Linked DNA regions of Sus scrofa: all the other regions are linked to region 3. Evidence: chromatin contacts called from public Hi-C and promoter capture Hi-C data. All regions are on one chromosome and are shown on one strand. Each heading gives the region's core, a stretch centred on a gene start, on an enhancer-like site or on the middle of the called end of the contact. The rest is flanking DNA. Distances are from core to core; before and after follow the strand shown.

What was found. Promoter capture Hi-C pulls out the DNA fragments that hold promoters and counts their contacts. Hi-C and Micro-C count contacts between places; a contact is called where the count stands out from the background.
Region 1: a Hi-C map of embryonic fibroblasts shows a contact between it and region 3, with 4 times the contacts expected there. The contact joins the promoter of NPAS1 here to the promoter of ARHGAP35 in region 3. A contact is called at or near these places in 2 of 5 promoter capture datasets (fetal skeletal muscle and liver), 2 of 47 Hi-C or Micro-C datasets (embryonic fibroblasts and epiblast stem cells) and 2 of 2 datasets of contacts at active chromatin or transcription factors (alveolar macrophages and skeletal muscle).
Region 2: a contact with region 3 is called in a Hi-C map of embryonic fibroblasts, with 4 times the contacts expected there. The contact joins the promoter of SAE1 here to the promoter of ARHGAP35 in region 3. A contact is called at or near these places in 1 of 5 promoter capture datasets (fetal skeletal muscle), 2 of 47 Hi-C or Micro-C datasets (embryonic fibroblasts and fetal skeletal muscle) and 2 of 2 datasets of contacts at active chromatin or transcription factors (alveolar macrophages and skeletal muscle).
Region 4: a promoter capture Hi-C map of liver shows a contact between it and region 3, with 3 times the contacts expected there. The contact joins the promoter of ZC3H4 here to the promoter of ARHGAP35 in region 3. A contact is called at or near these places in 1 of 5 promoter capture datasets (liver), 3 of 47 Hi-C or Micro-C datasets (embryonic fibroblasts, heart right ventricle and liver) and 2 of 2 datasets of contacts at active chromatin or transcription factors (alveolar macrophages and skeletal muscle).

Annotation. Positions count from the first base shown.
Region 1 is chr6:52,854,224-52,861,126 of Sscrofa11.1, forward strand. It overlaps NPAS1 (neuronal PAS domain-containing protein 1), which reads left to right and starts at 3,516. Exons shown (of 11, transcript XM_021094623.1): 1 at 3,516-3,652; 2 at 4,055-4,290. The coding sequence starts at 3,531.
Region 2 is chr6:52,955,271-52,961,927 of Sscrofa11.1, forward strand. It overlaps SAE1 (SUMO-activating enzyme subunit 1), which reads left to right and starts at 2,204. Exons shown (of 9, transcript XM_003127243.4): 1 at 2,204-2,403. The coding sequence starts at 2,306.
Region 3 is chr6:52,708,487-52,714,893 of Sscrofa11.1, forward strand. It overlaps ARHGAP35 (rho GTPase-activating protein 35), which reads left to right and starts at 2,977. Exons shown (of 7, transcript XM_021094622.1): 1 at 2,977-3,727.
Region 4 is chr6:52,935,995-52,942,998 of Sscrofa11.1, forward strand. It overlaps ZC3H4 (zinc finger CCCH domain-containing protein 4), which reads right to left and starts at 2,721. Exons shown (of 16, transcript XM_005664626.3): 1 at 2,015-2,721; 2 at 806-971. The coding sequence starts at 2,090.

The sequences.
Region 1 (6,903 bases), core at 2,266-4,765, 150 kb after region 3:
AGAACTGCTGGCTGAACTTAATGCTCAACAATGATGCTATAAGGTGGGTACTAAAATGAAATTATCCTCATTTTACAAGGGAGAAAATTGAGGCCCAGAGAGGTGAAGTTACTAGTCGGAGGTCACACAGCAGTAAGTGGCAGAGTTGGGGTCTGAACTCCAGGAATTAGACTGTTAACCTTGACAAGATCTGTGTGTGTGTGTGTGTAATCATAAATAACTTGCAAGGAGTTCCCGTCATGGCTCAGTAGAAATGAATCTAACTAGTATCCATGAGGACGCAAGTTCGATTCCTGGCCTTGCTCAGTGGGCTAAGGATCAGTGTAGGTCACCAACACGGCTCAGATCCCACATTGCTGTGGCTGTGGTGTAAGCCAGAACCTGCAGCTCCTATTCGACCTCTAGCCTGAGAACCTCCCTATGCCACAGGTGTGGCCCTAAAGAGACAAAAAATAAAAAATAAATAAATAAGTTGCAGGTATGTGTGAAATTCTCAAGGCCTGGCATGGTACCTGCCCAGGCCCCAGAGCCAGTGTCAGTAGTTAAGAGCCAGTGATCTGGAGCTCCCTCGTGGCACAGCGGGTTAAGGATCTGGCATCGTCACTGCATCAGCTTGGGTTGCTGCTGTGGCTTGGGTTTGATCCCTGGCCAAAAAAAAAAAAAAAGAAGAAGAGCCAGTGATCTGAGCTCGAATTCCTACCCTGACACCGTAACAGGTCTCTCTGGGGAAAAAGAAGAAACTACTATTGGCTGAGAGACCATCGGCAGCAGGCTATCTGGTATCTATGCCTCAGTTTCCCTAGCTGTAAAATGGGCTTAGTCATAGAACCCAGCTCAGAACTTTGCAGTTGGGAAAAGAATTAGCGGAACATAAGCATCCCAAATTGTTAGGTGTGGTTATTCTGAGCCATTTTAAGAGTATTCCCATTGGAAGTTCCCGTAGTGGCTCAGTGGTTAACGAATCTGACTAGAATCCATGAGGACGCAGGTTCGATCCCTGGCCTTGTTCAATGGGTTAAGGATCCAGAGTTGCTATGAGCTGTGGCGTAGGTTGTAGATGCGGCTCAGATCCTGTGTTGCTGTGGCTCTGGCGGAGGCCGGCAGCTACAGCTCCAATTCAACCCCTAGCCTGGGAACCTCCATGTGCCGCAGGTGCAGGCTTAGAAAAAAATTTTTAAAAAGTGTTCCCATTGAGTTCCCTGTGGCCTTGCAGTTAAGAATCCAGCGTCACTGCCATGGCTCAGGTTACTGCTGTGGCATGCATTCAATCCTTGGCTGGGGAACTTCTGCATGCCAGGACCTTGGAAAAAAAAAAGTGTTCCCATCAGCCAGTGCCCATGAGGGTTCAGAGGTGTGTGCCTCAGTTCTCTGTCCATCCAGAGGTGGCCCTTGCTCTTTGCCACCCCCTGCCCACCTGCCTCTCCTAAGACTTCAGTCCCACCTTCATTAGCTGCACTGTGATCTCCTAGGAGCACTTAAGCACCTGGACACCCCCATGCCAGGCTGCCAAATGGGCTTGGGAAGGAGAGGTGTGGTATCTCCTAGGCTGGGTCATCTGGATCCCTGTTCTCTGTGGGAGGCACTGTAATTCCTACGTTCTCAGCTACGGTCTAATGGGAAGCTCTGATGTTTTGGTTCCCACGAGAGCACGAATAAGACCCCAGAATAAGACCCCAGGATATCGTGGTCACTGAAATTCCTCGGATTCCTGTGTCCCGGTCCCTGGGAGGTCCGGATATCAAATCCTGGTCTTATAGGTGGGGGTGCGGGGTGGTGAGCGAAGGTCACCTTCTTGTCCAAAGGGTCTTGCTGACAAATTGAAGTTTTCGGCTGGAAAATGAAGATCTCCGACGCCTGGATTTGCTTCTGAGTCTCCACCCCTGCAGAGGACTTGGGTGCAGGATGCCGCCCTTGTCCGGAGGGGCTGCTGGGGTGCCCGGTTTTCTTGGGGGAGAGAGGGTGATAGTTCTTCCCGATGGGGTATAGAGATGGAGCCTGGATGCCGATGTTCCCCTCTCGCGGTGGAGAAACTGACTGAGGTTCTCGTTTGGGTGAGAAGGGGCTGGCCCCTCGATGGTGCCCTTGGGTGAGAGGACGCAGACACCTGAGCAGCCCAGGACTCCCTTGCTGGGAACCCCCTGCCATGGAAAAGGCCGAAGTGGTTGACGCTGGGCTGGACCGAGGGGCGGAGACTCAAGGGGCGGGGCTCTAGCAGACCCCGCCCCCGACCGCTAGCGCTGTCCCCGCGCATTCAGGTCTGCGAGGCCTCGGTGGGCGCGGAGAGCCTAGCACCACAGCCTGCGCGCCCCACCGAGCCCGGCGCGTCCCGGGGTCTATGGGGCCGCTCCTCTGCGCCGCCCGGCCGGCCCCACGCCGCGCCCGGAACCTGCCCCGCGGCCAGGTAACGAAGCTGTGGGTCCTGTGGGTAGGGGACGCCTGGTGCCTGGCATGAGAGGACAGGGAACTCCTGGGTCCCGAAGGAAAAGGGGACCGGAACTCCAGTGTCCTGGGGGCTAGGGCGTCGGAGCGTCTGTATCCCGAAGCAGAGGGAAGGGGCACACGGATGTTTGGGTCCTGGGGAAATAGGGAGCTAGGGGATCTGGACTCCAAGGTCTAGGGCACCTGGTTGGGGAGGCTTGGAGGCGGCATGGATATAGGGGTGGGGGTGGATCCTGAACGCCCAGTCTTGGAGGAATAAAGACATAACGGAACACCTTCCTAATTCGGGGGGATCTGGATAGGAGGACATCTGGGCCCCAAGGGTCAGGTCCACCCTGGGGGCGTCCTCGGCCTGAGGCTCTGGCCACTGCATCGGGGGTTGAGGCTCGCACGCCAGGGTCTTCAGGGAGGAAGTTGTGGCTGCGGAGATTTGGCGGCCGGGACACGTGGCACCACCCAGAGGGGCTGGGGGTTGTCTCTGGACAGAGCGTGGGGTGGGGTCCCAACCCTCTGCCCTGCTATCTCCTTAGCCCTGTCCAGGAAATAGGAGCACCGCAGATTCGAGAAGCGGGACTTCTAGGGTGTGCTTGGGGGGTGGGGACGGACCCCCGGGGCAAAGGGCTCTGGGGGCCGAAGCTGCGCGCGGCTGGGCTCCGGCGAAGCGCCCGCCCCCCGCCCGGCTTGGGCATGCTTGGCACGCAGCGCGCGGGCCGGTCGGATCCGTATGCGCGCCGCGTGCGCCTATTGGTATGCGGGAGCCGGCCCGGCGCGGGCGTGAGGCGGGCGCGCCGGCGGGCGGCGCGGGGAGGCGGCGGCGGGGCACGTCCTCGCCTTGAGCTTCGCCTCGAGCCCGGCACGGTGAGAGCTGCAGACTGTGTAGCGGGGCCTCCAGGGAGGGGAAACTGAGGCACCAACCAGCCCCAGCGCCTTGACGGGACCCTGAGCCCCACGCGGACCTCGGTTTACCGAGCAGGCGTCCCAGGGCCCCCCTTGAGCACTGAGCTCTGCCTCCGGCTCCTTCCCGCTGCAGGAGACGCGGCTCTCGAGTCCCGCAGGCTGCTCTGAGCCCGCCTGAGCCGGTCCCCGCGGAGATGGCGGCCCCCTACCCCAGCAGTGGTGGCGGAGGCGAAGTCAGGTGCGGGGGAGGTCGCGGCGGCAGCGTCCCGTGGGACTTTCTGCCGGGGCTCGTGGTCAAGGCCCCTCCCGGACCCTGGTGAGCAAAACCCCGCCCCTCGGGCCTTGGCCCCGCCCCTAAGGGAAGAAATTCACACTCTCTGCCCCGCCCACTGGGGGGCTAGAATTTCTTACCCGGAGTTGCTGCTTTACTGCGGTTCGGTAACGCCCATCCCTGGCGTTCTGTTCCGAGCCCCCTTCCTCGGAATTCCTACTACCCAGTACTCTTATCTACCCCCTCTTCCTCTTCCCCAGAATTTAGACCCAAGTTTCTGTCCCCACGGCCGCGCGTAGAAGTCACACTCAGGCTCTGCCCCCACCTGAATCGACCTCCAACGTCCCGCCTCCTGCCCGAGGCCCGGGGAGGCGGGGCTCGCCCCTCCACCCCAGACCCCCGAGCCTGGTGGCTCCTGCTGACGCCCCCTCCGCGCCGCCCGCCCAGCCTGCAGGCGCAGCGCAAGGAGAAGTCCCGGAACGCAGCGCGCTCGCGGCGCGGAAAGGAGAACCTGGAGTTCTTCGAGCTGGCCAAGCTGCTCCCGCTGCCCGGAGCGATCTCCAGCCAGCTGGACAAGGCGTCCATCGTGCGCCTCAGCGTCACCTACCTCCGCCTGCGCCGCTTCGCTGCGCTCGGGGCGCCGCCCTGGGGGCTGCGGACCGCGGGGCCGCCGGCCAGCCTCGGTGAGTGCGCGTGCAAGGGGGCGGGGGTCTCGGCACTCTCCTGGGGGCAGGGGAGCCCTGATCCGAGGTGCGCGCTAGCCCTGCCCTGGTCCTCCCCCGGGAGAGAGTAAGGCATTTGGAGTCAGACCTTTTGTGCGTCCCTATCAGGCGGCTTCTATTATCCAAGCCTCAGTTTATTCATCTGTAAAGCGAGCACACGAGGTGGGGACAATTGCATGACTTCTGGCCTGATCAAGGGCCTGGCCACTCCAGGGATCATACCACTAGCACATGTTATTCGTATTAGGGGAAATGAATCATTATCATCACAGAAGCGACCCGCAGCTCCATGGGCGGGACAGAGGGGACCCAGCCTGAGCTCCCAGCCACGAATGGGCAAGAAACCCCCGCCCTCAGATCCCAGAAGGAACACAGACTCTGGAGTCTGAATGCCCAGTTTGGGAGAGCGGGAAGGAGACAGGATACTATGGCAGGTCAGATGGGGAGCTTCAGAAAGACAGGGGTCCCTGCCCCACTCGGCCGCTCGCCAGTATTGTGATCGCCTCACCTCTCTGTACCTCACTTGTGAAATGGGAATCAGGATGAAGGCCCTCGCCACCACTGCCCACCGCCCTCCCACCCCGGGCTGAGAAGGGGTAATAGGTGTAAGGACCCTCTACACACCTGGCACTGAGTAAACAGTCAATATGTGGCTAGTACTGTTAATGATAGTATCTGCAGGTTTATTGAGCATCTACTATTCTGAGCCCTAGGATCCAGCAGGAAACAAACTGGATAAAGGTCCCTGCCCCAGGCAGGCTGAGGTCCTACTGCCAAGACACAAGATGAAATAAACAAAGAAATGCAATGGATACTATGTAAACCTCTAGACTATGTAAAACAGATATATAGGCAAATATCTCTTTTCCTTATTATTCAGACTTTATTATTGATAGATGTTTCAAAGTGTTATTGTTACTACTTCTATTTCCTATTTTATTGCATTACTCTTATTACTAGAAGAGAGAGAATCATGTTCAGCTGCGAGTGCAGGGGACAGGGACAGGACATCCTGGGCTACTCCCCCACCACCACCAAAGGGTTGTCCTTAGGGTGGGGTTGGAGGGGCTCCAATTCCCCTCCTGCCCCGGTCTCGGGGGGAGGGGAAGAGAAAATAGCATTGATTAAGCTCGCAATAAATCACCATTTAAATTTAAATAATCCGGCTTCCCAGGCGGTAATTAGGCGAATTGACTGGCGCGGAGAGAATGCGGCATTAGCGCCGCTGATTACTGTCATTACGGCGAACAACATGTGCGCTGGCGGGGGATAAACATCTTGTCTATTGTCCCCAAGCCCTGGGGAGAGAAAGGGAGGGGGGACGCGGAGAGAGCCCCGACGGCGTCCTCTCCCCCTGTCTAGCCCCGCTTGCGGGGCCGGGCCATTCGAGGGCCAGGGTCTCGCTGACGTCACAGCGCTGAGAGGACCGACCACCGACCTGAGCAAGCCCCTGCCTGTATGTGGGAAGGGGGACAGGACAGTGTGGGGAGGAGATATTGCGTGGACTCCCTCCCGAACCCCCACACTGAAGAAACCAGGGCATCTCCTGCTCTGCCGGGTCCCCACAAGAGGCCAAGCACCTGCTTCCCAGGTGCAGATGCCAAACTGACCTTGCGACTTAAGTGCCGTGAGAGGGCAAAGCGCTGTGTCTCTGGCTCTCTGAAGAGGAGGGGAGATTCCATATCCTCCTCAAAAATAATAGTAATAATGGAGTTCCCCGGCGGCCTAGTGGTGAAGGATCCAGCATTTTCGCTGCAGCAGCTGGGGGTTTGACCCCTGGCCTGGGAACTTATGCTTGCTTTGTGGGGGGGATAATAATATACATGTCAGGAGCTCCCCTTGTGGCTCAGCAGGTTAAGAACCCAACTAAAATCCATGAGGATGCTGGTTGGATCCCTGGCCTCACTCAGTGGTTTAAGGATCCTGTGTTGCCACAAGCTGCCACATAGGTCCCAGATGTGTTGCTGTGGCCATGGCTAGGCTGGCAGCTGCAGCTCCAGTTTGAGCCCTAGCCTGGAAATTTCCATATGCCTCGGGTGCAGCCCTAAAAAGAAAATAGTAATAATAATTATTATTATTATAATAATTATATACACATCAGACACCATGTTGAGCATGCTACATATTTTTGCTTAATCCTCAAAAATCGTCGGAGGGAGTCAATGCGTGATTCCCATTTTATAGAAGGGGAAAGCAGCTGCAGAGAAGTCAAACTGTTTACCCAAGGTCACACAGCCGGGAAGGGGCCCACCAGGCTCCAAAGTGCACCATCTCAACACCCATACTTGGCAGGTTGGTGGGTCTCCAGGGGTGGGTCCTACCTTGCAGATCTCAGCCTCTCTCTGGGCCTCGCTCTACCATCTGTAAAATGGGAAGAGAGATGCTGAAGTCTAGCCAGAGGGCTCTGAGTCTGGAGAGGAGACCGCCTTGACCTTATATCAGCATTTGTCATTCATTCAACAAATGCCCAATAAATACCATCTCGGGGAGTTCCCGTCGTGGCTCAGTGGTTAACGAATCCAACTAGGAACCATGAGGTTGCGGGTTCAGTCCCTGGCCTTGCTCAGTGGGTTA
Region 2 (6,657 bases), core at 954-3,453, 250 kb after region 3:
TTCGTGGATCCTAGTCAGATTCCTTTCCACTGAGCCACTATGGGAACTCCGGTCACATTTTTTTTAATGATATACATCTTTTGTCTTTTTTTTTTTTTTAGGGGTTTTACCCACAGCATATGGAGGTTCCCAGCCTAGGGGTTGCACTGGAGCTGTAGCCACTGGCCTACACCACAGCCACAGAAGATCCAAGCCACATCTGCGACCTACACCACAGTTCACAGCAACGACAGATCCTCAACCCACTGAGTGAGGCCAGGGATCGGACCTGCATCCTCAAGGATGCTAGTCAGATTCAATTCCGCTGAGCCACAATGGGAACTCTTTTTTTGGTGTCTTTTGTCGTTTTAGGGCTGCACCAGCAGCATATGGAGGTTCCCAGGCTGGGAGTCTAATCGGAGCTACAGCTGCTGGCCTATGCCTGAGCCACAGCAACATGAGATCCAAGCTGCATCTGGGACCTACACCATAGCTCACCGCAATACCAGATCCTTAACCCACTGGGCCAGGCAGGGAATGAACCCGCAATGTCATGGTTCCTAGTCGGATTCGTTTCTGCTACGCCATGACAGGAACTCCGAGAACTCTTTTCAATGGTATTTTGACCTGGGATGAATTACTACCCTTTTCTGGGTCCCAGAGTCATATTGTAAAGTGGAGGAAAAGTCTATCTTTGAGGTTCACGGAGTATGTACCCACTGGATAAGATCAGAGCACATAGTAGGAGCTTAATGTACCACCAGCGGTGTAACCTCTTGTATGTGTGCCACACAGCCTGGATTTGAATCCTAGATTCACTACTTCTATGATATAAGACTTCGTTCAGGCTACTGATAATCTGTTGTACCTCAGACTTCTTAGCTATGGTATGGGACTATTAAATAAATTATCTACTCTCATAAGGGTTAGAGAAATAATCCATCCACACAAAGCCCATTTACCCTACATGAGGGGGCAGCCGTTTTTTTCCTTTTTTTGGCTGCACCCTTGGCATAGGGAAGTTCCTGGGCCAGAGATCGAATCCAAGCCTCAGGTGTGACCTATGCCGCAGCTGTGTCCTATACCATGGCTGTGGTAACAATGATCCTTTACCCACTGTGCCACAGCAGGAACTCATTTTTTTTTTTCTTTTTCACTGCCCTAGTCCTAGCACATAATTACTGAATCAACATGCATTTAGTAATTATTTGTTGAATGGATAGTAAAAATGCACTTTGCCTACAGAAAATACACATTAGCTATCACTAACCTACAAGGGCTTACTATTCCCCACCTGCTTCATATTATGATTTTAACTCCTACCATTTCCCACCCTCTCACTCTGTTCCAGTTGCCCTGCCCTCTTCGCGGGCTCCTCAGTTGTGTCAGTAAGCTTCAGGGCCTTTGCACCAGCTGTTTGTTCTCCTGTCCAGAAATGCTCCGTCTACCCAGTTATCTATGTAGCTTGTTTCTACAGTTCCCTTCAGATCTCTGCTCAATGGCATCTTCTCCGAGAGGACTTCTCTGGCCACTGCTGTCACCCTGGAGTGCCATATCCTGTTTTTTTGTCTTTTTTTTTTTTTTTTTTTTTTTTTTTGTTGTTGTTGTTGCTATTTTCTTGGGCCGCTCCCGCGGCATATGGAGGTTCCCAGGCTAGGGGTCAAATCGGAGCTGTAGTCACCGGCCTACACCAGAGCCACAGCAACGCGGGATCCGAGCCGCGTCTGCAACCTACACCACAGCTCACGGCAACGCCGGATCGTTAACCCACTGAGCAAGGGCAGGGACCAAACCCGCAACCTCATGGTTCCTAGTCGGATTCGTTAACCACTGCGCCACGACGGGAACTCCCATATCCTGTTTTAATTTTCCTCTATTTTTTTCCCCTGGGCCCTCCTCAATAGAATGTAAGCTCCCTCTGGACAAGACTATGTATTACTCGACACTCTTTCACAACACCTCCATTGCTGCGATTTCAGCACATGCTCCCTCGTTATTGCTGAATTAATAGACTCACAAACAAACGATCACTTGGGTATCCTCGCGGGTTCAGAAGCCCTGCAGTTTTTTGGCCGGGATTGGCAGCAGCCTCTGTCACGTGACTGGCTCTCGCCTGCCAGCCCGCCCGCTTTGGAGGCTTAGGAGTTCGACTTGGTTCCAGGCTCCAGGGCCGGGTGGCGGCGGTGGGGGCGGTACTGCGCAGGCGCTGTTCCCGGCGCAGGCGCAGACCCGGCCCGGGAGCGCGGCCGGCGGCGGTTGGCGGCGTGTGGGGCCGGCGGGCGGTTGCTGCGAACGGACCCGAGCGCAGGCAGCGAGAGCTGGCGCCATGGTGGAGAAGGAGGAGGCGGGCGGCGGTATCAGCGAGGAGGAGGCGGCGCAGTATGACCGGCAGATCCGTCTCTGGGGACTGGAGGCCCAAAAACGGTCAGGGCCAGTGCGGCTTGTGGGGCTGAGGGTTTGGAGGGGCGTCTGGCCTGAGGCGTTGGCGGCCCTCGGGGAGCCAGAGGGTCGAATTTGAAGAGAGGAGGTGGGAATCATGTACCCGGGCATGGTCGCCCGCTTGAGAGGACTGGAGGGTTTGATTTGGGATGTTTCCTCGGCAGGTATGGGAAGCGAGGACGTCCCAGGGTGGTGGGAAGGCCGTTCTGGGGGATTGGAGGCGTCTAGAGGGGGCGGAGGGAGAGCCCGGAGCGTTCGCGAGGATTCAAGACTCCGGGGCTCGGCGCTCGGAGGGAGTGATGTTGGAATTTAGATCGAGGTGAGGAGGAAGGCTTAGGGTATAGAAGGGGGCCAGGAACGCATGGAAAGGATGAAAGCGGGGGGGAGGTCATAGTTCATTCATTCATAGGTAATGGGAACGTCTTCTGTGCTGGCCGCTGGTGAGACTGGCGAACCGAGCAGATGCGAGCTTCCATTCATTCTTGTGGCCTCTAAAGGGTGGGCTAGTCTGAAAGAATGAGGGGTTTTGAGGTGTCTTGGAGCAGGTTATTTCAAGTGGGAGTCCTGACAGGTTTGAAGCGTCTAGGGGGGCAGGAGGACCTGAAGAGGTTGCTTGTGTCTAGATGTGGGGGCGTGTCCACAGAGGACGGGATTGGGCATCCTTGGGCATGGAGGAGAAATTGTCCGAGGGCGTGAGGTCTTTGAAAGAGGTGATTGATTTAATCAGCTATTGATTGAGCACTTGCCACGGGCACTGTTAATGGGCACGGAGCGTGGGTCAGTGAACTAGGCAGACTCCTTGCTCACCTGGAGCTTATATTCTACCCGAGGAGGCGGTAAACATAAAGAAATAATAAAATATTAAGGAATGTAAGTGCTAGAGAGACAAGGAGAAGAGGAGCAATAAAGGATGGTGAGGTGGGAGAGCTATTTTGAGAGGGGCCAGGGGAGGCTCTGAAGAGGTAACACTGAGCCTCCGACCTGTATGAAAGGAAAGAGCCATCTGGAAGGACCTTCCTGGTATAGAGAACAGCAAGTGTAACATCCTGGAGGCCAGAGCATGCTTGGCACATTGGAGCCTCAGGGTGACTGGAACCAAAGGAGTTGAGTAGCTTTTTTTATTATAAATGTGCTGGGAAACCCGTTGGAGAGTTTGAGCGTAGGCGTAACGTGATCTGATTTGTGTTTGAAAAGCATCACTCTTGTTGCATTGGAGAATAGGTTGATGTGGGCAGAGGTGGGAGTAAGGATTCCAGTTAGGAGGCTGCTGCTGCAGTAATCCCCTTGAGACAGAAGTAATGGTGGCTCGGAACTCTAGGAAAGGGTCAAAAATAGATTCTGGATAATTTGAAGGTAGAGGGGACAGACTTTGCTCAAGGGTTCATTGTGTGGGGTATGAGAGTCTGAACTCAAGGAAGGTTCCAAGGTTTTTGGCCTGAGCAAGTGGGAAGATGGAAGTGCCCTTCCTGACGGAGGTGGGGGAAACTGCAGGTTTGGTGGGGTGGGGGAAGAATCGGGGGTTCTCTTTGGGACTTAGGTTTTTTGTTGCTGTTTGTTTGTTTTGGCTGTGCTTGTGGCATGCAGAGGTTTCTGGGCCAGGGATTGAATCCTCGCTGCAGCAGTGTCCTGAGCTGCTCCAGTGCCAGTGCCAGATACTTAACCAGCTGAGTCACAGGAGAAGTCCTGGATTATGTTTTAGATGTTTACTATACATCTCAGTAGAAATATGCGAATGGTTGAGTTCATAGCTGCGGGCTGGGTGATGGGGAGTCATTATGTGATTGAGGACAGAGTGTAGAATTAATTGATCTAAGGGTTGGGGAAGCAGGCAAGTCAGGAGAACTTAGTTTGAGGGGTAGAATTTTTTGGTGAGAGAGAGTGTGCGTGGTGGGTGGGGTGAGGTTGGGTTACTTCAGGTTCATTTCCGTTGTGCAGGGTCTTCTTGTGATTGGGCACATCATGAGGCATTAGCGAGCCTTGGTCTGAGGATTAAAGGCACCTGAAATAGAAGATGGGAAATTAAATGATGAGAATGGGCCTGAAGACCCAGGTGGGATTGATGGAGTTTAGGGATTGCTGTTTGAAGGATTGGGGTGTTGGGAGGCCCTGAGTGTACCAGAAGAGTTGATCCAAGAGCTTGGGGCAGCAGGTAGTTTTGTTTTGAGTGAGGATTAAACTGGAATTAATGAGGGACCTGTCAGAGGGGTAGAAATGGATGATTTATCTGAAGAGCAATAAAAAGGCATGGGGGTGGGGCTTTGAGGGGGGAGATGACCTAAGGGGCAAATCAAAATTGGGGCATGGAAATGAGAGGTGGGAGTTAATTCTGAGGAAGTGAAGACATACTGAACTCAGTGGAGAACCTGAAAAGGATTGACTGAGGGTCCTGGGAGGAAAGGAAGGGGTTACTTATAAATTGGAGTCTTTAGATTTGTACACAGTCTTACAGAGTTGATGAAAGTGCTCTCATGTTCATTTTTCAGCTGAGTCTCTTAGTAGCTCTTCGGGGAAGGAAGGGCAGTGATTTCCTCCTCTATACAGAAAGGAAGGAGGAAATTGGCTTGCCTCTAAGGGCGTCCAGGATGGAATGAGAGACCTTTGGGCACTGGGGTTCCTTTGCAAAGTGGAAAGTAGCCTGGGAATTGACAGACTGCATTCGGGCCACAGTTTTGCCTCTGACTCTGTACTAGTGGACCAAGGTTGTCAGAATTGTAAGTGAGAGAAACACAAAGGGCCTTCAAGAGAACGTATACAGTCTGGAGGTTAAAAACTATCTCTTATACAGTGTTTTAATTTTTTTTTAAAGTTAGTTGCCAGCATTTAAATATCTAGAGAATTGGCTGAATTTGGGACAATTTGAACATCAGAAAGAATAAAGTTGACTTCATGTAGAAATATTTAATAACTTAGAAATATATGATGTGTCTTCTGATGTGATGACACAAGAATCTCAGTGCATCATCTCCGATGTTTTCCTGCCAAATGTATGTTACACTAATCATGCTTTTTGAGAACAAGGGAGCAAATTAAAGGACACCATTGAGGTAATGATAAGATGTCCCAAATGTGAGACATTTTACAAGACAGTTGCCCTGATTCTCTTCCAGAAGTCATTGTTATGGGGGAAAAAACAAAACAAAACAAAGAAGGGACTGTTATAGATTGAGAGTAAAGAAGAGTGGAGCCAAATGCAAGGTGTGACCCTTGACTGGATCCTGGTTCAAAGATAGTGTTTTTCTAAAAAACATGTTTTAGACAATAGGGGAAGTCTGAATATTCAGCCCTATTAGGTGACATTTGGGAATTATTTTGTAGACATGGTAATAGTGTGGTTATGAAGGAGAATGTCATTTTTGGAGCTATGTGCTAAAGGTATGAAGTTCCATGATGTAGGTTTGTGGGTAAAGCCAGCAGGGCAAGATGTTAACTATTCTTCCTACTTTTCTGTATGTTTGAAATTTCTTTTTCTTTTTTGGCCATCCTGTGGCATATGGATTTCCTAAGGATCAGATTGGAGCTGCAGTTGCAGCCTACTCTGTAGCTGTGGCAATGCCAGGTCCTTAACCCACTGTGCTGGGCCAGGATCGAACGTGCCAGCCCTGTCAGGCCACACAGGAGGAACCCGTGTGTGTTTGAAATTTCTTATAATGAGAAATTGGGAAATGTTTCAGTCTCCGTCCTAGCCACCACCTGCCCCCCTCACGTATGGCGAGTTCATAGTTTCTGATTTCTGTCTTTTGAAAAATGGTAAGGTCAGACATCCCCACATTACATTACATTGGTTGGAACTAAGTAGAGGCCTCCTCTTTTTTTTTTTTTGGCTGTGCCCGGGCATGTGAAAGTTCCCAGGCCAGGGATTGAACCTGTGCCACAGCAATGACAATGCTGAGTCCTTAACCACTAGGCCACCAGGGAATTCCCAAGGCTGCCTCTTATACCCAGCACATGGTCCCTCTACTTGGCCATTGTCTCCATCAGTTCTGTCTCACCCATTGGTAAAATTGCCTGGCCCCTGTAAGCATGTGAGTTTGCATCTCTGGCAGTGCTACCTAGCCCACTTTATGGATGAGGTTCAGGGAAGAGAAGCCAACTATCCCAGGGTCACATACCAATAGAAGTTGGACTTGAATCTGAGCCACTAACTCAGGTTTACTTCTGTGACACCTCGTTTGCTGCACAACGGGGGCTCATTCTTTTAGATTAACTTAAAGGAGAGGGTTGAAGCTTGCAGCGGTGTAT
Region 3 (6,407 bases), core at 1,727-4,226:
GGACAGGGCTTGGTTGGAGGACCCAAAGCCTAAAGGGGACACCTGATCCAGCCTGCCAAGATTAGAGAGGATCTCCAGAAGGAGGGACATCTTAGCTAATATTTGAAAGAAGGGTAGAAATTAGTCTTTGAATAAGGACTGTGTCTTGGCTACCATGGCCCCAGCAGCCATCATCACCTCTGTTTAGCACTGGATTCATTCACTTACTCATGAACAAGTATTGTGGGTCATGGGCCCACATTTGAGGAACTAGGCAGAGTTTCTGCCTTCAAAGGGCTCACACATTGGTGAAGCCAATACAGAACTTCAACCTCTGACAGAATGCTATGCAGAAGGCACTAGGTGGGTTTGAGTTTCTATGCCACTCGCTAGCTATGTAATCTCACCGTGGCTTAGTTTAGTAGAATAAGAACTCTAAACTACATTGAAGGTGTTGTGAGGATTAAGTGAGTTAATATGTTTAAAGTGCTCTAGAATGTTGCCTAGCATAAAATGCTCATTTTAATCAAAGTATGAGAGGTCAGGCCAAATCTGGGAGGCCACGCTGAGAAAGTGACTTCGAGGCCGACTTAAGGCAGAGCTGAAGGGCTCTAAGAGAAGGGGAGAGAGGGGTACTTGGATCCAGAGTGAGTCCAGGCTTCTCTCTTTTCTAGGTGCTGCCAGTTCAAAAATTTTCCAAGGTTGGAAGGCCCTAGAACACTGCATTGGAGTTATAAACACATATGAATTTAAGGTAGGGGAATCTGTTGTCCCTTATCCCCAGTATTTATGGTGTTCTAAAGTGATGGATCTCAAAATCACTTACAAGCCAAGGTTTGTAGTGGCAGCCTAAAGAAATTCTGGCTGGGAGTTCCCATGGCTCAGAGGTCAACGAATCTGACTAGCATCCGCGAGGACAAAGGTTTGTGCCCTGGCCTTGCTCAGTGGGTTAAGGATCCAACATTGCCCTGAGCTGTGGTGTAGGTCAACAGATGAGGCTCAGATCCTGCGTTGCTGTGACTGTGGTGTAGACCAGTAGCTGCAGCTCCAACTCAACCCCTAGCCTGGGAACCTCCATAAAAAGCAAAAAAAAAAAAAAAGGAAAAGAAAAAGAAAATTTGGCCCATGTACTGGATTTGTTTAGGCCATAGTGCTAAAAACAAACCTTAATATATAAAAATCAAACTTCATGCATTAAAAGTGTAAAAAAAAAAAAGTCAAAGGAACTGACCCTTATCGGTAATCAGAAAACCTTTATTTAATGGGATGCTTTAAATTTTTTTTCTTCTTATGGTCACACCTATGCATATGGAAGTTCCCAGGCTAGGGATCCAATCAGGACTACAGCTGCTGGCCTTTGCCACAGGCACAGCAACATGGGATCCAAAATTCATCTGCAACCTACAGCTCAGCTCACAGGCAATGCCAGATCCTTAACCCACTGTGTGGGGTCAGGGATTGAATTTGCATCCTCAAGGATACTAGCCAGGTTCGTTCTCGCTGAGCCACAAAGGGAACTCCCTGGGCTGCTTTAAAACTTGGGTACATCTAACGCAACACTATAAATCAAGTACACTTCAACTAAAGAAAAAGGGCAGTGAGATGTAACCTCAAAAAAATGGAGTTCCCATCGTGGTGCAGTGGTTAATGAATCCAACTAGGAACCATGAGGTGGCGGATTCAATCCCTGGCCTTGCTCAGTGGGTTAAGGATCCGGCGTTGCTGTGAGCTGTGGTGTAGGTTGCAGACGGGGCTCGGATCCTGCGTTGCTGTGGCTCTGGCGTAGGCCGGGGGCTGCAGCTCTGATTCGACCCCTAGCCTGGGAACCTCCATATGCCGCGGGCGGGGCCCAAGAAATGGCAAAAAGACAAAAAACAACGAAAACAAAAAACAACGACTAGCATCCGTGAGGACAAAGGTTTTTATTTATCAACTTTTTAAATTTTTTTATTTTTATTTTTTGTCTTTTTGTCTTTTTAGGGCCACACCCACGGCATATGGAGGTTCCCAGGCTAGATAGGGGTCTAATGGGAGCTACTGCTGCTGGCCTACGCCACAGCCACAGCAACGCCAGATCTCAGCCATGTCTGTGACCTATAGCACAGCTCACGGCAACGCCGGATCCTTAACCCACTGAGCGAGGCCAGGGATCAAACACTCAACCTCATGGTTCCTAGTCGGATTCGTTTCCGCTGTGCCACGACAGAAACTCCATCAACGTTTTTAGAACAAGCCATGATTTTCTGTGCTTTACACATAGAACTCCTTAAATTCTCACAACAAACCTTACTAAAGAGATAAGATTATCATTCCACTTTTTACATGAAGAGACTAAGAAACGAAAAATGCAGTAAGAAGCATAGCGTTTCTTCATGCATTCCTTAAATATTGACTGAGCTCCCAGAACGCTCAACTTCCACGATCCGTACTTCCGGAGGGATCCCAGAGGAACCCCTCTTCAGTTCACAAGAACTCTGGGGTTATAGCAGTGCCCCTTCCCATCACTAATATTTCCCCTCCGGGCGCCCGAACTGACATTTGACTTGCAGTCATTTGCACAATGCTGACCTGGAGGACCAGGCCCTCGCCCCTCTCCAGGAAATCAGGGCTTCACAGAACCCACAGCAAGTCTTAATAACTCGCACATAACCTGCAGATTTTCCTCACTGCTTGGGAAAATAGCACGCGCTCCTCAGCACCGCCCTCTCTTCCGGAACGACGAAATGCAAGGTTCGGATTGGGCTAAGGCGGGCCACGCCTCCTCCTGTTCCCCAATCAATTCCCTCACTGGGTGCGCTCCCTCCTCCTCAGCTCCGTCCCACCGCCCCACGTTACGTCGCTCCCTCTTTCCTCCTCCGTTATCCCGGGGGCTGCGCTCGCGCGGCAAGCCCACCTCCCTTTGCCTCTCATTGGCTGCTCAGGTCCCGCGCGAGCGGGATCGCGCCCTTCGCCCCCGCCCCCAAAGCCGGGCCATGCCTCTCTCCCGTTTTCTCCAAGAGGCCGCGTGAGGAGGGCATCGGCTGCTTCTGGCGCGCGCAACGGTGCGCGCGCCCCCCGCGGACCACTCCCTTCGCCTCAGCGCGAGTAGACGCTGCGGCTGGCATCCCTTATCGCGCACGCGCAGTTGCCCACCCCGTTCCTTCTGCCTCGCGCTGCCTCGCGCCGCAGCCACCGCAGTAGCGGCATTTTCTTGGGGCGCACGCGCACTGCGCCCTGTGCGCCCGTTCCCTGGACCCGGCCGCTGCGGTAGCAGTGAGCCCCTCGGGCGCGTACGGGCTTTCACTTCTCCCCCACCCAGCGCGGGTTATTCCCTCGCGGCGCGCGCTCAGGGGCCGTTATCCCCCTGCAGAGGTCCCCGCACCACGCACGCGCAGTAGCGAGGGGGCACGCGCGCGGGAGCTGGGGCCGCAGGAAGGAGGTGCCGCTGCCGCCATTGCGAGGGAGGGAGGGAGCGAGCAAGCGAGGCTGGTCCGCCCTCCCCCTGGTTCCCGCCCCTCCCCCCTTCCCCTCCCCGCCCCCCGCCCCGAGGGAGAGCAGCGGAGCGGCGGGAGGAGGAGGTGGAGGAGGCGGAGGAGGGAGCCCGCGAGGGAGGGTCCGCCCGGCCCCCCGCCGCCGGAGCTGCCGCCGCCGCCGCCGCCGCCGCCGCTTCAGCCGCCGCTGGACGAGGAGCAACAGAACATGGCGCCGGGGCCGCCGTCGCCGCTCCCGGGAATCCGGAGGCCGGGGCCGCGCTGAGGACGTCCAGCTGGTGAGTGCGCGAGCTCGTGGGCCCCGGTGGCGAGGCCGGGCGCCGCCCCGTTGTGGGGTCCAGGGGAAGGCGGGGACCGCGGGGCCCGGAGCCCGCGAACAATGGAGGAGCCGGAGGGGGAGGGGAGGGAGCGGCCCCCCAGCCCCCCGGGCCCCGCCGCTTCGCGCTGTGGCCCGGCCCGCCGGGGCCCGCCTGCCCTTCGGACTTGCCCCTGCCCGCCTCAGCCCTGCTGTCGCCGCGTCTGCCCCCACCCTCCGACCCATTGGGATCTCTGTGTCTGCCTCGGCCTCCCCCTTCCCTCGGCCACTGCAGCCACTCCGCTCGCAATTCTGCGCCTCCCCTTTCCCTCTTCCTTCCCTCAGTAATGCCCCTCGCCCCTCCCGGACTCTGCAGTGCTCATGGGACCCACCTCCTCCGTGACCCTTCCGCATCCCTTAATTCTGGACCTTCACATTCTGGTTCGTGACCCTTCTGCCTTCTCCCGTTCCGCTCTCAGCACCCTGCCCCTGCCCCCTTCTTTGACCGGTCTGCTGTTACCCTCTCTTGCACCCCCTGGAGCTGTCCCTCTAGGAACTGCGGTTCCACCTCCTTGGAGATCCATCTGGGACCCCGTTTGTCTCGGCACTGCTGCCCCAGGTCTTCTCTTTGGACTTAATTCCATCTCCCTCTTGGGCCCTACTGTCTCCTCGCAAAATCTGTCCCACACCTCCCCCCCGGATACCCCTTTGGGCTCTCTGACCCCTGCCTCTCAGATGCACCTTGCCTGCCTCCTCCCTTAGTCAAAATGTGTCATTCACATCCTTTCCTCTCTTCCAGACTTTGCTGCCTCCCCTCTCTGCCCCTCGTTCAGTCTCAGATCTTGCTGTGCCCTCCAGCCTGCTTGCTTTCTGACTTTGCCTTCCGTGAAGCAGCCTCCTCCCCCTTCTCTGACCCTGCAGCTCTCATTTCTGCAATTCACTTCTCTGACCTTTCTCCCTAACTCAGCCTCTCTGCAGCCTCACGCCCTGCAGTCCTTTCTGCCCCGGTGTTGTCCTTGCCTGTTGCCTCTCCATCTCACCTCCTTATTGGCCCTCTTTTGAGCTGTTCCATTCAGTTGCCCCCTTTTCCTTTGACCTGTTTCCCCTTCAATTCTCTGCTTAAGACCTGCTTCCACCCTCTATCTCCAAGTCCTGTCCTCCACATTTTGGCTCTTCTTAGATTTGCCCTTTACCTTACTGAATTATTGGTAACTTCTCTCTGATCCATCACCCCCTCCCTTCCTGTTGTGCATCTCAGACCTGCCCCGATCCTTTTTGCCCCTGCTCTTTCATTTGTTCGCTTCTGCCTCATCCTCTCTATTTTCCTTCCAGCTCTACCCCTTTTGGAGCTGTCCACTTGTCTGCCTATTTTGGGGATCCATTTTAACTTTCCTGCTGCTGTCTCCTCTTGGAGTGGTCCTCTTTAACTCTGGTCATGTTGGTACTGCCTCGCACCTCTGTTGCTTCTAAATTCTAAGTTTTCCTACTGATCTCCCCCCACCATTTTGATTCCCCTCTCAACCTCCAGTCTCTCCTTTCTTGTATTTGTCCCCCTTTTTTTTGCCCTGCCCCTCTTACCTTTTTAAGTCTCCTTCCCCCAGCTCTGCCCCTTGTAGAGATGTTTTCCCAATCATTCCTACCTTTCATTTCACCCACCCCCACCCCAGCTCCCTCTTGGAACTGCCCAGTTTTTGGCTAGAGTCTCCCTCCTTTTTGCCATTCCTCTCTCAGTTCTGTTCTTCATTGCCTTGTTTCCTGCTGGGCTCCTTCTCTTCCCATTTAGTTCCTGTCAGACTTGCTTCTCCCACCTGCCCCCCTTGACTGCTTCTTCCCCCTGGGTGCTTCGCCTCTTCAGGCATGCCTTTCTCTGAACTCTGTCCCTCAGCTTTGGAGGGCAAGGGTCTGGGTTGGACCTAGGCTTCTCCAGACTCAGGTTTAGACTGCAGAGTCTCTCAGCGCCCTGACCCTGAGGGTTTTATCTCCAGGGATCCTGTGAGATCTCTGTAAATAGGTGGGGTTGGTTAATTGGTTACTGCTCTCTGGAGTCGGGAGTGTCTCCCCCATTTCCTTCTCTTTTGCCAAGGTTCGTGGTGGTGGTGGTGGTGGGGGTAGATCTGTTTCCATTGCCCCATTTTCCCCCTCTCCCATTTTGCTCCCCAGCCCCTTTGGGTCCCTGGGCTTTGCAGCTTTGTCACTTGGAAAAGGAGAGTTGCAGCTGCTCACAGATCTGTCTTCTCTTTATACTTTCCCTCCCTCCTCCTCTGAGCAATTGTTAAGAGACAGTTGTACCCTCGCCCCCTTCCATCTCCAAGGCAGCACCCCTTGGGAGATCTTCGGAATATGCTTCCCCCCACCCCCCTTGTTTTTGTTTTACCATTGGTTGGGGAAATGCCAGTTTTCAAGTTCTCCCCAATCCCACCTGGGGTTATGGCCACACTTGGCATTTACTGCTTTGGGTCTGTAGAAGCTGCCTGTCTGTCTTGCCTTCCGACTGGCCTCTGGTTTGCTGTGTGATCTTTGGAAGGGGCGGGGAAGGGTGGGCTTATTTCTTTCTTTCCTCTGGCCAGGAAGGATTTGCTTCCCTGGTCTTCAAAATAGTGAGGGCTTGGGTTTGGAAAGCTCTTTGGGGTTGTTTGTTGAAAGGGAGAGTGCCAAATGTCACT
Region 4 (7,004 bases), core at 1,471-3,970, 230 kb after region 3:
CTACAAAAAGCAGGAGGACCCTTCCCTTTAACGAAAAGACATGGGCTTCCTCTCCCCCACAGAGAGGCAGGGGCTTCGAAAGGGGGCTAGAGATCCCCCCAGTTCTGCCCTCTAGGGAACAGCTCGGAAACACCTCCCGCCAAAAGTCCTAGAGCCCCCACCGAAAGGGAACCCCCCCGTTAGGATGGATAAAGACGTGAACGAACCCCCACTTTCTGCCTCCTACGAAAGCTAGGGGACCTCTCCAAAAAGGGCAGGGCACACCTCCCCCAGGAGAAAGGATATTGCGGGGGGCTGGGAGACCCCCAACTCCAAACCCCTAAGAGCGGGGCTGTGGCTCGAGATCTCCCCCAAAAAGGTCCGGGAGCCCCTCCCCCAACCCCTTCCCCGAAGCCAGGCGACGGGCAGGCGGGCCCGAGGCTGCCAGCTCCGGGCGCAGGGGCAGCCAGGACCCCAGTGGGCCTCCGAAGCCCCCCTCGGCGCCCCCTCCCCAGGGCGGGCGGGCGGGCGCGGGGGGTCCGGGGGGCGCCTCCTCACCTTCCCCTCAGCATGGCGCCCAAAAAAGACAGAGCGAGAGCGAGGGAGAGCGGGCGAGCGCCGCGAGGGGGGGGAAACGCATGAGGCCAGGAGAGAAAGCAAGCGAGAAAGAGCGAGCGAGCGAGAGACACCCACCGACCCCGCCCTTCCTCCTCCTCCTCCTCCTCCTCCTCCGTGGCCCGGCCCAACATGGCGGCCTCCCCCCTTCCTCCTCCTCCTCCTCTTCCTCCCCCCGGGGACGCTGCCCCGGCCGGGCCGGGGGCCTGACCTGTCGTCAGGGAGCGGGAGGCGGTGGTGGAGGAGGTGCGGGGTGGCCGGGCAGGCGTCGGGGGAACACGGAGGAGGCGAAGGCGTTGATGGCAGTGGCGGCGATGGCGGCGGCGGCGACTCTGATGGCGGCGGCGGGGGGGTCCCGGGCGCGGCCTCCATAGTTCCTTTGGGGGGGAGGGGATGTTAATGCACGAAAAAGGACTGCTTGGGCGTGGCGGGAGGGGCACACTTCAGCTCGGAGGGCTCCTGACAGGAATGAGTATATATTTTTTCGGTTTCGGAATCACCTCTGCGCCGACCTCCGCGTAGGCCGCGCGGCCTTGGCCTCAGAGGGCCGCTCGCCGCCTGCTTTCTCCGCAGCCCGCCTCTAGGTTCACTCGCTCACGGGCGCGGGGCCCTCATTGGGGCGAGAGGGCCCCCCCCACACACACACCCCCTCGCGGGCCCGGGGGAGGGTCGGAGACCCGGAGGACACGGACACTGGTGGGTGGTTCGGTGTAATTAGCGCGGGCCGCGCGCGATGGAGCAAGCGAGGGGGAAGGGGAGAAGAGGAGAGCGAGCAAAGGGGATTTAAAAAAAAAAAAAAAAAAAAAAAGGATTTTAGGGGAAGGAGACGGGCCGCGGAGACGGGCCGACTGTCTGTCTGCCCGCCCGCCCTAGGTGCCCCAGCTGCCCGGCCTCCGCCGCAGTCAGAAATTCACACAAAATGGCGGCTCGGCCCGGATAAGCCCAGAGGCTGAGGCGGGAGGAAGGGCGAGGTGGGAGGGGGAGCAGGGAGGCTGTGTCACGTGGAGCTGAGACACGAAGGGCGGCGGAAAAGGCCGAAGGTGTCGATGTGGGTGGAGCTAGAGAAAGAATGGGAAGGCCCGGGGAGCCGGAAATAGCCGAGGCGAGTCGGGACTGGCGGGGGTGGGCAGAAACGAGGAACCGAGGTGATCCGGAAAGAACCGAAGGCGGTGCCAAGGGTGGGTGACAGGAGGCGGAAACAGCCGAGTGAGGCCGGGCGGCGGTAATAGCATTTAGACAGAAAGAACTGAAGTGTGTGGCGGATGAGGCGATTAATAGAGTAAGAGAGTTTGAGGAATTCGCCTGAGAGCAGGCGGGCAACAGAGAATTGCCAGCCTGAGAGACAGCGGGAAGAGTCGAAAGGTTTAGGCAGAAGAATGGGAGAGAAGGAATTCGAGCTACGGAGAAAAAAAAAAATAACCGAAAGCTGGTGGCCGGGTGCCTGGAGTTGTAGGTTTCCGGAGGATGAAGCCGAAAGGGCCCGGAGATGACGTCATTAGAGACCTCGGTCGTGGATGTTATCCTTGGGCAGTGTGAGAGGGCGGGCCTTGGTAGTGCTTTGGCAGAGTTTAAGAACCTAGAACGTAGTAGGTGGAAGACTCTTAAATGCTGGATTTGGGAGCACTGACAGGGTTCGACAGTATAAAAGGATAAATCGTTTAACCCTCACAACTGTACTAAGGAAGCTACTATTATGTCCATTTAATAGGTATCCTGAAGCTCAGTGTCTTAAGTTTTTGGCTCGAGGTTGTAAGATTACGCGCAAGAGCCCAGAAAGATTTTTAATCAGAGCTGGCATTTCATTGCCTCCTGCAAAAATTTGTTCAGTCCTATTTTCAAGAGAGGATCTTGGTTGGATACTTTATGAGCTTCTACATGGCTAAGTGCAATGATGGGCGATGGAAACATAGTGTCTTTATGTATATAAAAATCGATAATGCCCCAGGGGAAAGAAACTGAAAGTTAAAGAGTAACTGAAGGGTTCTTAATATTTTGGGGGGCAGGGTTGTTTAAGCTGACACGGAAGAAGAAGAAATAGCTCCAGGCAGAGGAAATACCTTATTTCAGGCCCTGACAAGGCAAGGATCACTTAGATGCCAGGAACCGAGAAAATTCTTGTAGCATGAGAGCGATGTGGAGACAGAGGCGCCAGATCACATGCTATATTAATCCTACTATAAAATTTAGAAATAAACTCTGCCAGGGTAATTTACAACCTCCTTCAGGGAAGAAATTAGCATTCCTGATAAAGTAAAATGATTAACCTATTTTCTTTTTGTCTTTTTAGGGCTGCATCTACTGCATTTGGAAGTTCCTGGGCAAGACATTGAATCAGAGCTGCAGCTGCTGGCCTACACCACAGCCACTGCAACTTCAGATCCGTTCTGTGTCTGTGACCTACACCACATCTCAAGGCAATGCTGGATCCTTAACCCACTGAGGGAGGTCAGGGATTGAACCGGAGTCATCATGAATACTAGTTTGGTTCCTTACTGCTGAGCCACAATGGGAACTGCCCCTTTTCCCTATAAAACCAGGCTCTCTTCCGTTGCTCTTTGGACTTGCCTCTGGTTCCTCTTAAGTTGTAAATCCTGAATTGCAACTGATTTGTCTCTGGATAAACCCATTTTGGAGATGAAATAACTGGCTTTTTTATTGGTTTGGGTTCAGTATTATACAACTTGATAAGAGAATATACTATGTAATCACCTAAATGATGAAATGGAGAATGATAAGCCAACCCAGAGGCCCCTCCTAGCCCCATCTAGTCACAGCCTCCCCCAAGGTAATGGACCTTCTGATTCCTAACCTCATAAATTAATTTTGCCTTCATGTCCTCATCTAAATAGAATCTACAAGACATACTCTTTGGTATCTGGCTTCTTTCACTTAACATTTAATTGGTGGCATGTGGTTGAAGTTCATTTGTTCTCATTTCTGTGTAGTATCGAAACTGACAGCACTTAGGACTTGAACCTAGCCTGAACCCAGGCCTCTGTCCACCATTGCTGAACAGAAACGCAGAGACAGAGTTTGGGTGAAGGAGAAAAAGATAGCTTTATTGCTTTGCCAGGCAGAGGGGGCCACAGCAGACTACTGCCTTAAAGACTGTGCCCTTACAGATAAGAATCAGGGTAGAGGCAAGCTTGTATTGTCTTTCAAAGCTGATGTTTAGGAGTTCCCATCGTGGCTCAGTGGAAACGAATCTGAGTAGCATCTATGAGGACGCAAGTTAGATCCTTGGCCTTGATCCGTGATTTTAAGTATCCCATGTTGCTGTGAGCTGTGGTGTAGGTTGCAGCGGCCACTCAGATCTCATGTTGCTCTTGGCTATGGCGTAGGCTAGTGGCTGCAGCTCTGACTCAATCCCTAGCCTGAGAACCTCCATATGCCATGGGTGGGGCCCTAAAACAAACAAACAAACAAACAAAAAGATGTTTAGTGGCCCCAGGACTGGTGCTGGTGGTCCCCCTTCATTCCCAGAATGAAAAATCCTTCTTCGAGTAATTCTTCCATTTCTTGAGAGTTTTAGTTCTACGGAAAGGCTCAAAGATATTGTTATGTATTATGTATATTCCTTAAGGAGGAACCAGGACCCTGCCCCAAGGCTCCACTGCTCCTCCCTGGTCTCTGCATCCCCTCCCTCCCCTGATTAGCCACTGCCCTTTGGAACTCAGGGAAGGTCATGGAGGCTGAGGCGTATTCCCTAAAAACAGAAAGGCTTGTGTGCCTAGGGGCCCCACAGGGCAGGAGCTCTGTTACAGTTACTGTAAGTTTATTTTGTCTGTTCCTCTGTTTCTATTTTGTAATTAAGTTCATTTGTATCACTTTTTTTAGGGGGCCACACCCACGACACAGGGAAGTTCCCAGCTAGGGGTCAAATTTCAAATCGGATCTGCTCCTACATCACAGCCACAGCAGTGCCAAATCCAAGCGTCATCTGCAGCCTACTCCACCGCTTGCACCAACACCAGATCCTTAACCCGTGGGCCAAGGCCAGGGATCAAACCCACATGCTCATGGATACAAGTCAGGTTCTTAAACCATAACAAGAACTATATTTTTAAAAAACTTTTTATGAAAGTATAGCTGGTTTACAATGTTACTTCAATTTCTGTTGTACAGCAAAGTAACTCAGCCACACGTACAAATACACTTTTTTTAATACTGTCTTTTTTTTTTTAATACTATACGTTTTTTATACTATCATGTTCTAACCCAAGAGACTGGACACAGTTCCCTGTGCTGTACAGCCTTGTATCATTTTTTTAGATTCCACGTATAAATGGTCTCTCTCTGACTTACCTCACTTAGTAAGATCATCTTTAGGTCCATGCACATTGCTGCAAATGGTTTATTTCATTCTTTTTATGGCTGAGTAACAGTTCATTGTATATAGGATCACATCCTTTTTTTTTTTTTTTTTGTCTTTTTGCTATTTCTTTGGTGTGTAGTTTTGTTTTGTTTTAGGGCCGTACCCATGGCATATGGAGGTTCCCAGGCTAGGGGTCCAATCGGAGCTGTAGCCACCAGCCTACGCCACAGCCACAGCAACGGGGGATCCGAGCCTCGCCTGCAACCGACACCACAGCTCACGGCACACCGGATCATTAACACACTGAGCAAGGGCGGGGACTGAATGCGCAACCTCATGGTTCCTAGTCGGATTTGTTAACCACTACGGGAACTCCAGTACCACATCTTCTTTATCCATTCATCTGTTGATGAACATTCAGGTTGCTTCCATGCCTTGGCTATTAAAAGTGGTAATCTTGGGAGTTCCCGTCCTGGCGCAGTGGTGCAGTGGTTAATGAATCCGACTAGGAACCATGAGGTTGATCCCTGCCCTTGCTCAGTAGGTTAACGATCTGGCGTTGCCGTGAGCTGTGGTGTAGGTTGCAGACGTGGCTCAGATCCCGCGTTGCTGTGGCTCTGGCGTAGGCTGGTGGCTACAGCTCCGATTAGACCCCTAGCCTGGGAACCTCCATATGCCATGGGAGTGGCCCAAAGAAATAGCAAAAAGACAAAAAATAATAATAATAATAATAATAATGTGGTCCTCATTTAAAAAAAAAAAAGTGGTAATCTTTTTTCAGGGGGGACACCCATGGCATATGGAAGTTCCCAGGCTAGGGGTCGACCCGAGCTGCAGCTGTGACCTACACCACAGCTCATGGCAATGCAGGATCCTTAACCCACTGAGTGAGGCCAGGGATCAAACCCACGTCCTCATGGATACTAGTCACGGGTAGTCCCTATTGTTATTAATTTGAGTAGTCCTTTGCAGAGAAGACACATTGCAGAGTGTGGGCCAATACCAGCAGCTGGCTCCAACCTCTGGAAACCCTGGGGAAGAAAGGAGACCACTGGTCAAAGAGAGACATTGTGCTGGATCCTACTGACTGCCAACCCCATCTCTATTTCTACCTTCTTTCTTGCTAATGCAACCTTGGATTTATTTAGGAGACAGGAGGTAAAGAAGTCCAGTTTAGGAGATGGTCAGTCATGGGTCTACCTAGTTCTTAAAAAGATGGTGTCACCCCCTAGAGGACATTTTGAAAATTATGGAGGGAAATTATTTTTGAACTAAATTATATTTAGTTCTCAAGAGGAAAATACTGGAAGTTTGTGTGGGCTTTTGGGGGGCATCACAATAATGAGGGGGTTGTTACCAGCATTAGAGGCTAGGGAATGGGGTGATAGGATGTTCTACAACATTACATTGGTAATGAATGATGGTCTAATAAATGAAGTCAATGATCTTTCTTAAACAATGGAAAGAACTGTTGGGAAGTTCCCATTGTAGCTCAGTGGTAATGAACCTGACTAGTATCCATGAGGATGTGGGTTCCATCCGTGGCCTCTCTCACTGGGTTAAGGATCCAATGTTGCTGTGAGCCGTGGTGTAGGTCTCACATGCAGCTCAGATCCCTTGTGGCTGTGGCGTAGGTGGGCAGCTGCAGCTCTGATTTGACCCCTACCCTGGAGACTTCCATGTGCCGCAGGTGTGGTCCTAAAAACCAAAACCAAACAAATTTTAAAAATGCATAGAAAAGGAAATTTGCAAAACATATATCACCACTTTGGGGGAAATAAAAATGTTTTTGAACTTGATGGGGTGGTTGTCAATGGCGGCTGCATTAAATGCCATTAGAATGGTTAATTTTATGTTATGTGAGTTTCACTTCAATTAAAAGAAAGTTTAAAAAGGAGTCTCAAAGTTCCTGCTGTGATGCAATGGGGATCAGTGACATCTCTGCAGCAGGTTAAGGATCCTGCATTGCCACAGCTGAGGTGTCAGTTGCAAATGTGGCTTGGATCTGATCCTGGGCCCAGGAACTCCATATGCTATCGGGTGGCCAAAAAAGAAAACATATATAAATAAATAAAACAGAGTTATCTTCTTGTAC